Linked DNA regions of Mus musculus: regions 2, 3 and 4 are each linked to region 1. The links are chromatin contacts, called in public promoter capture Hi-C and targeted proximity ligation maps. All regions are on one chromosome and are shown on one strand. The core of a region is the stretch at or near the end of the contact, and the rest is flanking DNA. Distances in the headings are between cores, read along the strand shown.

Region 1 (2,700 bases), core at 50-2,549:
CGTCTCTAGGGGTCTGCCCACTGATGCTCTGTGAAGTGGGACATCATGTGGCAATGAGAGGAGGAAGGAGATGGGGGCTGGGAGGGGGGAGAGATAGAGGGAGGGAGGGAAGGAAAGAGATAGAGAGATGGGGGACCTTCTCCAAAGCTTCTCAGAAGACTAGTTAGGATATATGCAATCTCCAAACACTCCCAGTAGCCACAGAACCATCTTCCACGCAGCCCAAAAGATACAATTCCCAGAAACCCAGTAGCACCGCCATCAACCAAGTGAAAGGAAGGGCCCAGGGACGACGTAGCCTGGGCTACTTCTCTATACCCTTCTGAGTCTCCTATAATCAGAAACAAGGACCACCAGTGAGAACCACCTATTCCTCCCATCTTCCTCCAAATGGGGGAGGACTCATGAGCCAGGTAAAGGTTCATAACTGAGCAGAGCTCTACCTGGGACAGCAACCAAGAACCTCATGGTAGACACATGGTGTCTCTTATTCTCATCCATCATAAAAAACACCAACCTTCTTCCAGCCTTCTGCCCCAAGGCCAGCACACCAACAGGCATTAATGCTGAGCCCCATGACAGAGACGTCGCCCCTACTGATCTCCCTGTAAGGGTGGGTATTTACCCTCTTATTTACCAGGGTCTGAGGGCCACCTGTCTTCCCTCACAGTATTAGTCATTCCAGGGCACTGCGCTAAGCCAAGGCCATTTCTCACAGCAGGGCCGGAGCCACTAGTCATGCCCAGGACATTGATTCTTTAAGCCCCCAGGACCATCACTCCAAACCATGTCAAGCCCAAGGCCAGAACCATGCCAACCAACATCCAAGCAATGGCAGCACTTTCTCACACCCATGCCCACCGCACCATCACGGCCCAGCATCAGCTGGCCACCCACCAGCACCAGCTGCGTGCATCGCCCTCCTGTACAGAGGGTGCACCCTCCTCACACCTGGGCGGCCACCGCTACACCAAGGCGGGGGTGAGTCTTCTGACACCCTCGCCAGGAAAAATCACGCTGCCCGTGCTGTATCCACGTTGCCCACGCCCGTGCCATGCGTGTCACCATCCCCACGCCGGTGGCCCGGGGCTCCGCGGACCTCACACCTGCCACGAGCGCGCGTGGCAGCCGCACCTCCGCCCGCGGACCTGTCGGACCGGCCACCGCGCGCAGTGGACATTGCCCAGCCCGCCACGCCGCTCGCAGAGCTCCTGCGCCCGGGACTCGGCCCGGGCCCCCTTACCTCCGGCCCGCCGCAGGGCTCGGCCCGCCGCGGCCACTGCGACCGCCACCTCCATCCTGGGCTCCCCAAGGCCCCTATTCACTAACGTTGCTTCCGCAGGGCGCCGGCGCCGGCGCGAAGGCCGCCTCCGCCCCCCGGGGGACGCTGCGTCCTTTACGTAAACCCCACTCCGCCGCCAGCGGTGACCATGGCGACGGCCGTGGGGCGGCAGCGCCCCCTAGCGCCAGGGAGGGGAGAGGCGCGCAGGCCCGAGGTGGTGGAGCCCTGGATCCCCGCGCGTGGGGGCGGTGGGCGCGGGGCTGAGGCCTCCACGGGGGTTCCGTGGGCAGACGAAAGGGGTTGGACCGTGGGCACTGAACAGGGGCACGGTAGCTGCTTGGGTTCCCCTCCTTCAGGTCCCGCGTGACAGGGTTTAGCGTGGGAGATGAAAAATAGCAAGTAGGATCACCGGAGAACTGGTTTGTTTGGGGGAGGAAAGGAGAGAGATGGGTTCCACCTCCTTCAGGGGACCTAGCAGCGTCTTGAGGAGTTGGGACACATCTTTATCTATGTCCTCCTCTTCCCCCCTACTCTCACCCTCCTCAACACCCAGCATAGTGCCTGACAGCAAAAGGGGAGTTTGATCAATTTTGATTTTCTGATAAATGAAGAAAATCGCCCCTCCTGTTCTCCTTCACACACGCCCATCCATTCATGCGCAAGTCGCTCAACTCGCCTTCCTGAAAGCTGCTTTTTGGCAGGGACACAGCTATGCTGGTGTTCTGGGTTGAGTCTGGGGAGTGGGTGGGAGCAGGCTTGCCCTTAGAGATATCAGGTCACATGGGGGCTAAGCTAAGAGCTGCAGCTGCACAGGGGGTCATAGGTAAGATTGGATCTAGCGGTCATGATGATGCAATCAGTTAAGTCTCCAAAGTCGAGCAGAAAGATATGAGAGGTCGAAAGGAAAGTAACGCAGAAAGCAAGCGTGTGAAATGTTTCCTGGGCTCAGACGTCATTCTGAGAATGACGTCAGGATGATTGACTTGTTCTGTAGGCCTGGAGGACATAGGTGGACATCTGACTGAAAGTGAAACCCTGCATCCGGGACAGACTTCTCCTCGTTGCAGAGTTCAGCCCCTCGCCAGGCAATTCGGTAGCATCTACGGTTATTGCAAAGATAAGCTCTGGCTTAGGTAAAGAAAATGGATTTGGGGAACAAATATGAGCACTTCAAGAATTCCTGGAGAGGAGCTCCCGATGTCTCAGGAAGTTCAGAAATCTGGGGAGGCCTGGGTTCAGGGACGTTATCTCTAGATTGTCATGGTCCATTCAAACCACACAGTTGGAGATAATATCTCTTGCTTCAAAGTCCCAGACACCTGGAAGAAAGAATTATATTGGTCCTGTGAACCATGGTAGATCAACTGATGCCAGGCAGAAAGGACTCTGCAAAATCAGCTCTTTTCCTTACTCACCAA
Region 2 (2,700 bases), core at 171-2,670, 560 kb after region 1:
GGTTTGGGGGATAAGGGGAGAGATCTGACTTTATGCCCTAGCTCTACTCCATGAAAGATGGGCCAGTCACCAGCATCTTGGAGCCTGGGTTTCCTTCCTCACTGGTACAAGGGGTGGGAGTATTTCATAACCCGGTGAGCAGGGGAGGGTTTTGGAAGCTTGGTGTAGATCATACTGGAAGTGAGATTGTTAGTGAGCCAAATGAAAAAGCTTTCCTTCCCTCACTGTGGAGGGGTTATTAGGACCCCCACTGGTTCTGCAGGGTTTGGAGCAGGTACCTAAAAGAAGTTCCAGAACCAGCTCTCTCAGCCCCACAGCTGAGCTGGGACGGCGGGGCTTTTCTCTAGAGTGCCCCCCCCCCGCGCGCGCGCCCGCGCACCAGTATCCCTAAGGGTAACAAGTGAGTGACTGTTGTTGGTCCTTAGGGTGGCTCCGGTCCACCTTCTAATTCAATGTTTCCATAATTACAAGATGCTCAGTAGCCTGACTCCCACGGACTTCCATGGTCTCCCATCACGGAGAATCCAGCCCTCTTGATGGGGGCAGAAAGGTAGAGACTACTTCGCCATCTCCCAATTCCCATAACATCTTCCACCTTTCAGCCCCAGCTTATGGCAGGCACGCGGTAGCTGCTGCCCCTTTCGTACTCAGTGATGGGTGCACCCACAAGGGCTCGGAAAGGCAAGGCTGGGACTCTCCCAGAAGACTCCAATGTTGGAGATCTCCTTGGAACAGGGAGAGAGAGGGGGAGAGAGAGAGGGGGAAAGGGAGAGAGGGGGGGGGGCAGAGGCATATCTCTCGGGTCTCAGGCAAAGAGCCTGTTTTGCATTCCTGTGACTAACCAGCGGGTTTCTGGGGACTAGAACTGCAGGTTAGGAAGAGGTGGTGCACGGGGAAGCAGGGCAGCCGGGTTAGATGTCGCGGCTGGAGAGGGGCTCGCAGAGGAGTTGGGACCGGGCTAGTGAAGATGGGAGTGAAAAGACTTTAGGAGCATCTAGGTGGTGCACAGAGAAGAAAGCCAAAGGGCTGTTGGCTGGGAACCGGTTTCCCAAGGTTAGACCTCTCCAGGGCATCGCTCTAGGTTTAGTTCTAGAGTCCAGTGGCTTGGGGGCATCAATGGCGCGTGGCCTCGGACGGACAGGGCCAGGTCGCCCCTCCCCACCCCTCCCTTCCCTCTGACCTCTCACGACTTCCAGGGCGAGAGCCACCAGGAGGCAGAACCAGGCACCGTAGGGCCCCCGAGGGGCCGCAGCCTTGCGTTCAGTCATCGAGGCGCACTCCTTCCCACCAAAGGAGGGTAACCGGCGCGCGGCTCAGGTGGCTGCAATCTGTCCCCACATCTCCCGCGCCCGCTCCGCGCCAGCCGCTGTGGCCAGCTAGTTCCCTGCGCCGCCGGCCCGCGGCTGCAGTTCCCAGACAATGGAGCAGGAGCAGTGGGGTGGGAGGGAACGCAGGCACATGGGCTGTCCCCTTCGCCCCGCCGGGTCCTAGTGCCCTGCGGATCCCAAAACCCAGAGCGTGGCCCCGTGCCTAGGGTGCCTAGGATTGGAATAAGGCAGCGTCCCTGGAGACTAAGCAGATTGATGTCCTCTGCCAGGAAGCACAAGGTGCGTTCTGGGATTCCTCGTGGAAGCCGATGATCAAGGAGAAAAACAAACAAAACCCGTTTCCTCTGCCTCATACCCTCCCCACAGGCATCTCACCTGTGAAGGCATCTAGAATTCAGGGACATAAGAGAACAGAGCTGCTGGGGCAGAAAAGGAGAGGCCAAACCAGGCCAGACCACCTTAGGCCATCCGTGGAGGCAGCTTGTCTCATGCCCAAACCTATCCCAGAAAGAGTCCCTAAGGATGAAGGGTGTAGGCTGGTCAACCCTTCTGAGGGAGTCCTGACTCCCAGTGCCACCTAGCCTTGCCCTCAGGTAGTGTTGGGAGAGGTCCAGATTTGGCATCTCCATGGCAACTTAAAGAGGAAAAAGAAACAGAAACGTGCCCGGGCCTTACACAAAAGAGCAGAACCACCTGGAGCCACATTGAGAACCTTATTCAGTAAATTCCTGAGTCTGGGAGGGAAGCCAGTTTTTCCAGGTTCCCCAAGCTAGCAATATAAGCACCCTGCAGGAAGGGGCAACTTCAGTCCCAACAGAGCTGCCAGATCTGCAAGCTTTCCAAGAGAGTGCATGCCTCCCTCCAGAGTCCTAGGGGGAAAGGTACCAGGTACATCCTGCCTTCCTGAGCCCTCCCTTCCTCCCAACAGATTTCTGCTAGAAGTCCAGAAGGAAGAGAGTTTGTCAGCAGAGACTTTTGAGTAAATACATTTTATTCAGAAGAAGATAATAAAATAGCATGCACTTTAAAACCACCAAGCGCTGATAAAAACATATCACTGCAGCCATGATTCCACATCAAACCTTCAGTAAGAATAGGCATTTAATCTTCACATCTTGTGCTGGACCTGGCATGGGTCATCTCCCTCCACCAGGGACCTAAAGGCCAAGGCCAAGGCCAAGAGTGAGCAAGTGGTGGAGAGGGGTTAGTGGCAGGCTCACTCCTAGCCCTGCAGAACAGATCAGGGCAAAGCCGTGCCCTTCCCAGCTACTGGGACACAACACTGACCAACGCTTGCTTCTGGATGGCAGAGAGTGGACAGGGGTAAAACTGCAAGACAGCAGGTCCTCCTGCCCTTTTCAAGGTCCCTGAA
Region 3 (2,700 bases), core at 113-2,612, 530 kb after region 1:
GGAGCTGGCTTGTTTGGGGCCCCGGTCTTAGCGGTCAGCAGACCTTTTCCTTTAGGACTTAAGCCTGATCTTGTGTCAGGCCTCTTAAGAGAGGCAGAGGTGGTGGCACTGATGGATAGGAAGAAGCAGAAGGCCTTGCCGTCGGCCTGAGTAGAAGGAGGCTGAGCTCCGAGAGCCAGTGCTTTGGAAACAGCTGGTCAAGAAAGGACAGCAAAAGCCCAGGCCTCTACTGGGCAAAACACATGCCAATTAACACCAGGGGACTTGGATGAAATGCCTGAAGATCCAGACAGAAAGAAGACACTTCAGAACTCCCCGAGTGCTCATAACCTCTGACCAGCTTTATGTCCCCATCCCTCTGCCTGGGCTCCCCTTCTGTAAGGCAGACCTAACTCCTTAGACCCTAAGTCTGTTTCTATACCATCTTCCTACCCTGAAATGTGAATGCCTGCCATGTACAGGGATTCCTGAGTCTCTGTGTATTGCCTGTTTCTGCTAGCTTGGCCTGTGCACTCTATCAAGTATCTGGCGACCTTGGGCCTTTGCTCCAGAACCCTAGTCCAGACTATGCAAGACTACTTCAGCACTTAGCAGCTCAGGAACTCAAAAGCCTTCTTGATCATTTGTGTCTCAAATTCATCCAAGAGGTTGAACCGAAGTCACTAAGAGTGAAGTCCCCTGGGTCTCCCTGGATTCTGTCTCTGGTCCTGGTGAACCCCACTCTGGGACTTAACATGGAAAATACTGATGCTGGCTGGTCCTCCCTCTCAAAGGAGTCGTTCCTTCCTTCCTGTGAGATGGTAAGAAGGTGGGAGAAGCGGGTGCTTCCTGCACCTATGGATGCGTGGGGAGCTCCTTCCTCAGACCTAGGCCCCAAGTCAGGCATGAGGTTCGTTCACCTCACTCCCAGGAGGCCTTTTATGATGAGAGCATCATCCGGCCCTTTAAGGGGTCCCTGCGTCACCTCAAGCCCCAAGCTGTTGTCACACCAGGATGGTCTTAGGTTAAAAGGCTCTACAAAGGTGGCCATGAGGAAACAGCTAGCAAGGGGCCAAGCAGACAGAACCCGGGTCCCCTAGCACGAGCTGTAGGAGGTGACAGAAGAGATCTACCTGAGAGAACTGCTGTCAGCAATCCAGCGATCCCAAGGAAGAGCCACATGTCTGGTGCTGTCTCCACTGCTACTCACGCCTGCCCATAGGAAGTGCCATCCTGGTTCCGGGAGACGGTTGTGCCACCGATGGCTTGTCTCACCCGTGGTGCCCTTTCTGTTCTTGTTCTCAGTGCCCTGTGTGCTGCGCACTCTCTCTCCTACACACAGGCCCAGCCTGTGAGTGTCTCACGCCTCTACCTTCTGCTTGTGGTTTTGGTCTCCAGGAAGCCAGGCTGTTGTAACAGGGGTGCTGTTACAGGGCTGTTGGGGTGGGGGAGCCAAGCTACCTTCCATAAGCCCACCAACCAAAGTGAACCCTAAGAATCACAGAGGCCATGTCCAATGAACGCATCCCTGAGGGTCTTCCAAGAAAGACAAAGAGGCTGTGCCTTCTTTCCTGGACACAAAGAGACAGCTCATTCCCAGAGATGCTCTAGTAACTGGTGCTAGAAGAGTGAATTAATGCGCCCCTGCTGCCCCTCCCACAGAATCCAGCTCTCATGGGGTTGCATTCCAAGGTTTGTGTTGTCCTTGGGAATGTGGTGACTAAGAGGCAGGAGGACAGAGTCTTGATGGACTCTTCTTTTGCGTGTGTGTATCGAGGGGTATGTCAGGTGTGCCGTGTGTAGTGTGTGTGCGTGTATGTGTATATATGTATGTGTGTGAATATGTGTGTGTGTGTGTTCATTCATGTGTGTGTATGTTTGTGAGAGAAAGTATGTGCATGTGTGTGCATGTGTGTGCAAGTGTGTGTGTGAGCATATGGTATGCGTAGTGTATATGCACATGTATGAATGTGTGTATCTATGTGTGTGTATATTTGTGCGTGTGTGTGTGTGTCTGTGTGTGTGTGTATGTAAGTTTGAAGCTGATGTCAGAGTAGTCTTCTTCAATTCAATTGTTCTCTGTTATTTATCGAGGTTGGGTCTCTCACTGTATCTAGAGCTCCTGATTCCACAAGTTTAGCTCGCCAGCTTACGCTGGAGGTCCCCATCTCTGCCTCCTAAGTGCTGGGATCTCAGGAGGCTGCCATACCTGCAGGGCTTTTGTGTAGGTCCTGACAGTCTGAGCTCTGCTTCTCATGCTTCTTTGGCAAACTACTGAACCATTTCCCCAGTCCTGGGGTGCACGTAGCAAGGGCCTAAGCTTTTCCAAAGGAAACCCCAAAGAATAGGGGGTCTCAGAGAAGGACTCCCCCCCACCTCCACGTGCCCCAACCCAGGTGGGAGTTGCACAGAGGTGCCAAAGAATCTGGATCCCATCTTTGAGGACTGCTCGCTGTTTGTGTCCTGGGCAAGAGGGCAAGCGGAGTTTCAGCAGATGGCTGTGCAGGGAGGCTGCTGGGGAAGGAAAAGATTCGGGAGGAAAGGGCTAGAGCGGGAAGGACCAGGCTGCCTAGGCGTGCTGAACCAGGCTAGAAAGTAGACTGTGCATTTAGCTCACCAATGAGCCCCCCCTCGTAACACATAGTAGGTGTTAAATAGGTTTTGTTGAGAGAATGTGGGAATGGATAATTTGTCTCTAAGCAGAACCCTAGAGTCTAGAAA
Region 4 (2,700 bases), core at 112-2,611, 780 kb after region 1:
CCCAGCACCTTTTGTAAAAAGCCAAGTGTAGGGCCAGTGAGACGACTCAGCAGGTAAAGTCATTTCTGCCTGGTGACCTTGAGTTTGGACCCTGAGACTCACGTGGTGGAAAGAGAGAACTGATTCCTAAAATTTGTTCTCTAATTTCCAAGAACATTTAGTGGCACTTGTGTGACCATAAACAATAAGTAAATAAAGTATAATAACAGTAATTAATAATAATAACAAGTCTATTGATATTGTCTTTATTGCTAGGTGCACCTGTGGGACAGGAGAGATGGGATCTCTGGAGAGCGAGTAAGGGAGACACCCTATATAGTCCTGTGGTCTCCATATACATGTGAACACACATACTTGATCATGTGCATGCACACGCACACACATAGGACATTAAACACTTTAAAATAACCAAGAATGATTTTTACCTGAGCAATTCAACCCCACCTATTTGTTAACACCATCTTAGAGATAATGTTAAACTTCTATTTCAGGGCTTGTTGAGAATGCCAGGCATATGCCAGGTAAGTGCCAGGCAACCAACACTTTACAAATGCTTCTCTTACAGTTTTAACTTGTCCCATGGATGAAAAAGTAAAGCCCGGAGAGGCTAGGCACTCCCGGAAGCCAGGCTGTGCCATTTCACTCTTTGCATGTCTCCTACTATCTTGATCCTGTTTTGTGTACAGTGGAATTATCTGATCTCAGAGTCCCACAGGTAGAAAGACTCTTGGGGAACATGGAGTTTAGTTCTCTTAGATTTTGGAAAAGGAAACAGAGTGTGACAGTAGTGTTGACTTCTCCAATGTCATGTACATATTAGAAAAATGGAGGCCATTGTGCTCAAGGGAAGTCTATTGTCAGTGTAGTGGGTGTGTGTGTTGTCTGGTTTAATTTTCTAGGGCCATTTTATTATTTGTGTGTGTATGTGTGTATGTGTGCCTTCCATGTTACACACTTGGAGGCCAGAAGATAACTGGTGGGAGTTGATTTTATCCTTCTACCCTGTGGGTCTCAGCATTAACCCATACCCAGTGAGTGGTATACCTTTAAAAGTTTCTCTTCTTCCATTCTGTTTTTGGAACAGACACAATAAAATAAGTACAATACACCCTTCTATGTTTTTCACCCAATATACCTCTCCAGCGTCTTTCATCCACTTACATTCCCCATGTCTCATTTGACACAAACCCCTTATCTCCATTCATCAGCAATTCATATAACCATTTGATCACACACACTCACCTTACTGTGCCCGGTTGCCAAGTAAGTCTCTCTTGCTCCGGTTCCCAACTCTTTGCTGTAGAAAACTTACTCCCCGAGAGATTGACTGCACCCTGTGCAGTTGGGCGATTCATTTAGAATGATCCAAAGTCCTCTCTACTTCTTTCCTGGGTGAGGCCTGGGTCAGCAGCTGGTCAGAGCTTCCACACCCACATTTGCTTCCTGTTTTAGTTATGGAACCAATTAAATACAGCTCATTTTGTCAAGGGCTTCAAGGTGCCTGAATGGAGAGTTGAGGTTGTGCTGGGTGTTCTAGGAGACAAAAGAATGACCTGGACATTCAGGGCTGGATGTACTGTGCTGAAATAGAGGACAGGTTGACTCAGTTTCACAGCAAAGAAATACATGATCCCAGGAGAACACAGAGAGAGCTGTGGAGCTGGAGTGCTTAGACACTTGAAATCATTGAACTGCAATGAGAAAAGATGGAATCAATGGATAAAATGAAAGTTACACTCAACTCTCTTCCATAGGTTTAAAGTCATTTACTTTTATGTAACGTGTATGGATATTTTGCCTCTATGTATGCTTATCTGCTTTGTGTGTGCAGTGACTGCTCTCACAGACAGTTGTGAACCACCATGTGGTTGCTGAGAATAGAACTTGGGTATGCTGCAAGAGCAGATGTCTCTTAACCATGGAGTCATCTCTCTCTTCCCTTCCATTTATTTATTTATTTATATTTATTTATTTATTTATTTATTTATTGTAAGTACACTGTAGCTGTCCTCAGACACTCCAGAAGAGGGAGTCAGTTGTGAGCCACCATGTGGTTGCTGGGATTTGAACTCCTGACCTTCGGAAGAGCAGTCGGGTGCTCTTACCCACTGAGCCATCTCACCAGCCCCCCTTCCATTTATTTTTATCTCACCTGGAAAATAAGGATCTTGTCTGAGAACTGCTGTACTGGAGCAGTGAGGTCTTTGGAATCAGATGTGACATATTGACTTTTTAAAAATTCCAATTGGCATACGAAAGACACTCATTAGACTCTCCCTGACTGAGCACACTGAGATGAGAGGATGGCTGGCACTTTGCAAGCTGACCAACTGAAAGAACATTATAGGCAGAGGCTATCGAAAGGGACAAAGCCAAGAAGGGAAGAAAGCACAGGACAAGTTTTGGGTAGGCACACACAAGGGACATTGAAAGCAAAAAGGATGAAAAATTCTAATTCAATCAAACCTTGCCAATACCCTTTTCAGATTTGCCCCCAAGTTTTTAAAGCCAGCTTTTTATTAGACCTTATCTGTGGGATCATTTCTTCAAATTTGATATTGTTTTATTGTGTGTATGTGTATGTGTGTGTGTCCATGCATGATGTGTGTGTGTCTATAGGTCAGAAGTCTAGATGTTTTCCTCTGTCTTATTTTTTCATTTTTCAAAAAGTTACTTTTAGCATATATTAGTTGTATATAA

Evidence for each region. Promoter capture Hi-C pulls out the DNA fragments that hold promoters and counts their contacts.
Region 2: a contact with region 1 is called in a promoter capture Hi-C map of the HPC-7 cell line, with 2.7 times the contacts expected there. A contact is called at or near these places in 3 of 39 promoter capture datasets (the HPC-7 cell line, HPC-7-derived erythroid cells and cranial neural crest).
Region 3: a promoter capture Hi-C map of liver shows a contact between it and region 1, with 2.4 times the contacts expected there. A contact is called at or near these places in 2 of 39 promoter capture datasets (the HPC-7 cell line and liver) and 1 of 484 Hi-C or Micro-C datasets (cortical neurons).
Region 4: a targeted proximity ligation map of pancreatic cancer cells shows a contact between it and region 1. A contact is called at or near these places in 1 of 39 promoter capture datasets (the HPC-7 cell line) and 1 of 130 datasets of targeted methods (pancreatic cancer cells).

The regions. Positions count from the first base shown.
Region 1 is chr19:10,303,578-10,306,277 of GRCm38.p6, forward strand. It overlaps Dagla (diacylglycerol lipase, alpha), which reads right to left and starts at 1,300. Exons shown (of 20, transcript NM_198114.2): 1 at 1,244-1,300.
Region 2 is chr19:10,868,359-10,871,058 of GRCm38.p6, forward strand. Tmem132a (transmembrane protein 132A) reads right to left here and starts at 1,421. Exons shown (of 11, transcript NM_133804.2): 1 at 1,181-1,421. The coding sequence starts at 1,268. It overlaps Tmem109 (transmembrane protein 109), which reads right to left. Exons shown (of 4, transcript NM_134142.1): 4 at 2,302-2,700.
Region 3 is chr19:10,828,696-10,831,395 of GRCm38.p6, forward strand. It overlaps Cd6 (CD6 antigen), which reads right to left and starts at 1,363. Exons shown (of 13, transcript NM_009852.3): 1 at 1,113-1,363. The coding sequence starts at 1,161.
Region 4 is chr19:11,079,742-11,082,441 of GRCm38.p6, forward strand. It overlaps Ms4a8a (membrane-spanning 4-domains, subfamily A, member 8A), which reads right to left and starts at 1,362. Exons shown (of 7, transcript NM_022430.2): 1 at 1,243-1,362. The coding sequence starts at 1,355.